Linked DNA regions of Salmo salar: region 2 is linked to region 1. A link is a contact called in public Hi-C data. All regions are on one chromosome and are shown on one strand. The core of a region is the stretch at or near the end of the contact, and the rest is flanking DNA. Distances in the headings are between cores, read along the strand shown.

Region 1 (2,700 bases), core at 18-2,517:
ATTGTAAAAATCAAGACAATTCATGATACCATCCATGTCAACATTCACAGGGCTGGGAAACATTATGCATTCGCACAAGGAAAAAAAAAACATACACATTTAAATTGTACACTCAGCACTATTAAGAAATTAGTGAGTGTTAATGCAAGAAAGTCAAGTCCACCATACCATGCTCCTCAAGGTATGCCTGCAACCGTCCAATAAGGTCACCTTTGTTTCCTTTCACCTCCAATCCCCTCACAGCACACTCCTGCTTGAGCTCAGCCAACTGAAGGTGAAGTTAGGGTCAACAAATGTATAACACTTTGTTAGTGGAGAGGGTATGCATATAATACAGTAGCAAATTAACATTGATTAAATGTATATATTTTTTTAAAGGTAAACTACAACCAACGAACCAAATCAGTGCTATAATAAGGCACATGGCTACCACATGAGTAAACCATTTTGGCACACAACTCAATGCAGCAATTTGACAACAGACCAAGCTAGGCCTACAGTACAGATAGTGAAATGTACAATAACTTGCCTTATACGGTGTTACAGGGGCAGACAATAATAATGTCAATAACTGCTAGCTATCCAACCAATAATAACGAGCTCAATAAAAGTAAGCTAGCTGGCTATAGAGCAAACATTGCACACTAACGTTAGCTAGCGAACGTATTAATTTGTAAGGTAGAATGTATTTAGCTAGCTAAATTAATTAGTTCAGATAGCTGTTAAACTGACGACGTGCTGTGTTTTACAGTAACGTAAGCCTACTAACGTTAATATGTGCTTATGTCTAGATGGGATAGTTTTTTTACTTTAAAAAACGTTGTTTTTAGGCCCTTTAGTTAGCTAACCCTAAACATTTTCCTAACCTTAATCGAATTCTCATAGCCTGTTGCGTAAATTCTCCTAAACCTTCTACGAAAAGTAACTTTGACAAAATATATATCTCGTTAACTACTGAAACTAGTTAGCGCATCAGCCGATAACTTTTAGCTAGCTTCCATTTGCATGCATATCACACTGCATTACTACCACACAACTACATTAGCTAGTGTTGTAAACCGTAAAATGAGCATATTTTCAATCACTTGTCAATTTTACATAAAGTTAGATTATGAATAATTCCGTATACATTGAATTGTATTCCGTTTTTTGTTTTCTCACCTTCAATTTATGGATTTCAACAACGTCGGCCATCTTGTTTGTATCGGGTAAGAGCGGAAATGCGTAATAAAACGACCGATGATTGGCTGTACGCAGCATGTCTACTCTCGTGTGAAACGGTATAAATGCTGAAAAAGTTCAGTGGTGCTGCCATCTGCCGATACTTTACTAGATTTTAATAAATCAAAATGTAATTCCCTCAGCAACTAAGTGATTCATATACTACAAAATATAAACTCAACATAAAACAATTTCAAAGATTTTACTGAGTTAGTTCATACAAGGAAATTAGTCAATTGAAATAAATTCGTTAGGCCCTAATCTATGGACTTCACTTGGCTGGGGGCTGCTGAGAGGAAAATGGCTCATAATAATGGCCGGACGGGAGCTAATGGAATGGCATCAAACACCTGGAAACAACGCGTTTGATGTAATTGATACCATTCCACTGACTGCGCTCCAGTCATTACCACAAGCCCATTCTCCCCAATTAAGGTGCCACCAACCTCCTGTGCTGGGCAGGGCTGCAGCCATGGGGAGTGGGGAGCCAGCCATTCAGAGTTAGTTTTTCCCCACAAAAGGGGCTTTGGCAAAGGAGAAATTCTGACTAACAGGGATAAACACATTTGTGCACAAAAATCTGAGAAATAAGCTTTTTGTGCATATGGAACATTTCTGGGATTTTTTGTATTTATTTCAGCTCAAGACATGGGATCAACACTACATGTTGCGATTGTTCAAAGACAATTTACTTGTAACTAACCCTCCTTTTGTTTGTGGCTATACTATAGAACTTCCTATGTCAAGCATTGATGAAAAATCTTCAAAATAACAGACCATATGTTTCATATTGTCACACAATGTTAACCTAAGTCAATTGCAGAGCTTGCCAAAAGTTGGCACAGGATTGTGAATGTTAACCACATATAGTACCTGTAAATATACAAAATTGCATGAATTGAAAAGACAATAGAAGAATTGGAACAAGTTTATCTTTATGTATAATCATTAAACATTTATAAAATTGGCATAACAAGTTTGATAAAATCTAAACAGAACCCATTCAATACAAATTGAACGCTGAAACAATTGTGGAGTTTTCCAATCCATTCTCCACTACATAACAAGCACTCATAGCTGTAGAAGAAAAGAAAAAAAACTCACAGGACATCTAATTTATAAAACGCTGGTTTTAGCTGCTGGAATGATATTTGGAATGGCACCCATATTTCCCTGTGATCTCTCCCATCTTCTGGACTGTACTATTCAGGTGTGGATAAGAGCTGGGGCAGTCCTTATGCTCAGAGGTCTCATGGAAAGACCCTGCGCTATGTATTGTCCCTGTCAGTCTGCATGTCTCACAGTCGTAGGTGTGGCATTGGCATGGTGACGTCACGGAAGAACCGATGGACGAGGGCATTTTTAGCAGATATCCTCTTGTTTGGGTCATAGGCCAGCATTTGCTGGAAGAATAAGAAAATGTCATAATAAGGTACGATCTATTAAATGTTTAATCGGCCAGTGACAGAAAAGTGTGAA
Region 2 (2,700 bases), core at 31-2,530, 130 kb before region 1:
ATAGGGTCTAAGCTACAACATATGTGAATATGAAAACAATCAGAAATCAGTTTTTAGATAATTGACATTAAAGGTTTAAAATTAAAAAAAAATCAATAAATAATAAAATAGTTTGAAAACATTTATATCAAACTCAACCATTATCTTTTCCAGTAATGAAGACATGGATGTCTATGGTATGGAGGGGTATGCAAAATGGGTCAACTTTGAGCACATTTATTTCGTGAATGTTTTGTCATTCAGGTCCAAAAAGCGACTTTCTAACCACTTCCATGGACAGACATGTATGGAATGTTTTGTTTAAATCAAAAGGGATGCTGTCAAAAAAGTGATTGAATTAAAATGGATTTTGCCTACCCTTAGGCTACATATCAACACAATTTGGCAAACCTCTAGGTCCAGTTCTCATGGACTGTAAGTTTACTGTACCAATGATTAAAAAAAAAACTTATGATGAACCACTGATGACTGAATTCTAACTACATTAGTCATGCAATGTCAATGTGTCATCCCTATTCTATGCATACTGTAACGAAGTAGCCATTCTGTTTCACTTGTGCCCTAACGGGAGACACTAAGGTTAGTCAGAGATTAGAAGCCATTTCTCTGGTGTTTTAACTAACTAGCTAAACGTAAAGCCATTTGAAGGCAATTCAGTTGTTGGTAGGCTGGCTACAATGTAACACTGCTCGAAAGGAAGTCATTGTAACAATGTTAACGTTTTCCGTCAGTGACCTTGAAACAATGTAAAACCGCATGCTACAGTAACATTGGGGTGAGAGTCTAAATGAAAATCAGTAGGCTACACAAGAGTAAAAAAACAAAGTAAACATCTTAAAAATATAAAACACATGCAGTGGCTTACTGTAACGCTCGAGGATGAATCTTGTCGACTGTAGCCTAGTAATGTCAAATTAGACTCTATAAAAGTAGATAATAGCCTACAGATAATAGACTGCATGACTCTTGTAAATGTCGCAATATACAATCGCGACGTGATTGCTCGACGCTCACCTCTTTGATAATGTTGCGAAGTGACTCGTCCTCACTCACTCCCCGAGAAAGCGTCCTTTTTATCGGCGACCCGATTCTTTCCAAAGTCCCGGAATGCATTTTTATAGTAACCTACGATACACAAAAAATAAAAATCATTTTCTTAAGAACTAGATGACATGAGTACTGTAGTCAACGAGTAATGTTTTGTTTTGTGCGGATGAAGGGATCGCGACAGAATGAACTGACGCCCAGATTGTGGGCGGAATGTTTTTTTCTCTGGGTTGCCTCCCAATGACGTACATAAACCTTGGATTGCTGTTCCCCACAGTATGTTTTGGACACAGAGGCTATGAAACCTATGGTCGGCTGTATTGGCACTCCTCAGAAAAGCAGTCTTCCATAGAAATGAATGGAATTCTACAGTATTTCATTTTAATGTTTCAAGGACAAAATTACATGTATGCAAGTATTTTTGTTGTTGTAGTGGAGACAGTAAAATTATACTTGAAGGAAAATGTTTCATATTTGTTTAATGTTTAGCTCACATAATATCATTTATAAGTATGCATTAAGGTGTCTGTAATATAATAAACATGGCAAAAACAAATGTAGACATTAGTAAATTAATTTCTATAGCTTCCAAATGTTATATTTAACTAGGCAAGTCAGTTAAGAACAAATTCTTATTTACAATGACGGCCTATCCTGGCCAAACCCTAACAACACTGGGCCAATTGTGCACCGCCCTATGGCACTCCCACAGCCAGTTGTGATACAGCCTGGAATTGAACCAGGGTCTGTAGTGACACCTCTAGCACTGCCTTAGACCGCTGCGCCACTCGGGAGCCCAAGGTTTTACAATGGTGGGGAGGTGGAACATATTAAGAGTGAATATGGAGTGCTGCATCAGGAAATTGAACATGACGAGAGTGAGGATGAATTCACTGCGGTGGCAGGTGTGGTGAAGAACACAGAGTTTGAGCCTTGTCCTGATGGTGACAAAGATGTTCTTTGCCCAGTGGGAGTGAGATTTTTTTGGAGAGAATGGATGCTTGCCTTCTGGCTGATCCATATGTGATGTCAGGTTAGGTGGAGAAGAGGTTGGGAAATGTTGGGTAGGTGAAAGTGACTCGAGGTGGAATCGTGTTGTTTTTTTGTGTTTCTGTCATCCAGAGGGAGTGTCCACTCCGCACCATGCGACTGGGGACAAGAACTGTGACTTGCTTTCCTCTCCGGAGCAGGGCCCCGTTGAAAGGAGTGATAACTGGAGTGGCGTTAAGTGTTGAGGAGGGTCAACTGAAGTTGAAGATTCCAGGTGTCTGTGATGCCCGCCGTTTGGTGTGACGCAGACCCGGTGGAGAGCGTGGTGAAACAGAGAAGATACTGTCGAGTTTTGATGCAGAGTTTTTACCAGATAAAGTCAAGTTAAGATGTGTCAGTTATCCCGTGAAAGCTTTTTCCCCGAACCTATTACGGTGTTTTAGGTGTCAAGTTTATGGTCATGTGGCAGCAGTGTGTAGGAGGGTGATTCGTAGATGTGAGAAGTGTGCAGGAGGACATGAGAAAAAGGAATGTGTAGTATCGGTAGAAAAAGTGCTGTGTGTAAACTGAAGGGGTACCCATGGTGCTGAGGATCAGAGGTGTCCAGTGAGAGAAAGTCAGGTTGAGGTTGCCAGAATCAGTGCAGTGTATAGAGTAGTAGAG

What was found. Hi-C and Micro-C count contacts between places; a contact is called where the count stands out from the background.
Region 2: a contact with region 1 is called in a Hi-C map of gill, with 5 times the contacts expected there. The contact joins the promoter of LOC106583274 here to the promoter of LOC106583276 in region 1. A contact is called at or near these places in 2 of 3 Hi-C or Micro-C datasets (gill and muscle).

Annotation. Positions count from the first base shown.
Region 1 is chrssa22:34,314,079-34,316,778 of Ssal_v3.1, reverse strand. It overlaps LOC106583276 (SAP domain-containing ribonucleoprotein), which reads right to left and starts at 1,267. Exons shown (of 11, transcript XM_014167245.2): 1 at 1,162-1,267; 2 at 169-268. The coding sequence starts at 1,260. It overlaps cdk2 (cyclin dependent kinase 2), which reads right to left. Exons shown (of 7, transcript NM_001141734.1): 7 at 1,838-2,624. The coding sequence ends at 2,520.
Region 2 is chrssa22:34,443,441-34,446,140 of Ssal_v3.1, reverse strand. It overlaps LOC106583274, which reads right to left and starts at 1,280. Exons shown (of 6, transcript XM_014167238.2): 1 at 1,015-1,280. The coding sequence starts at 1,113.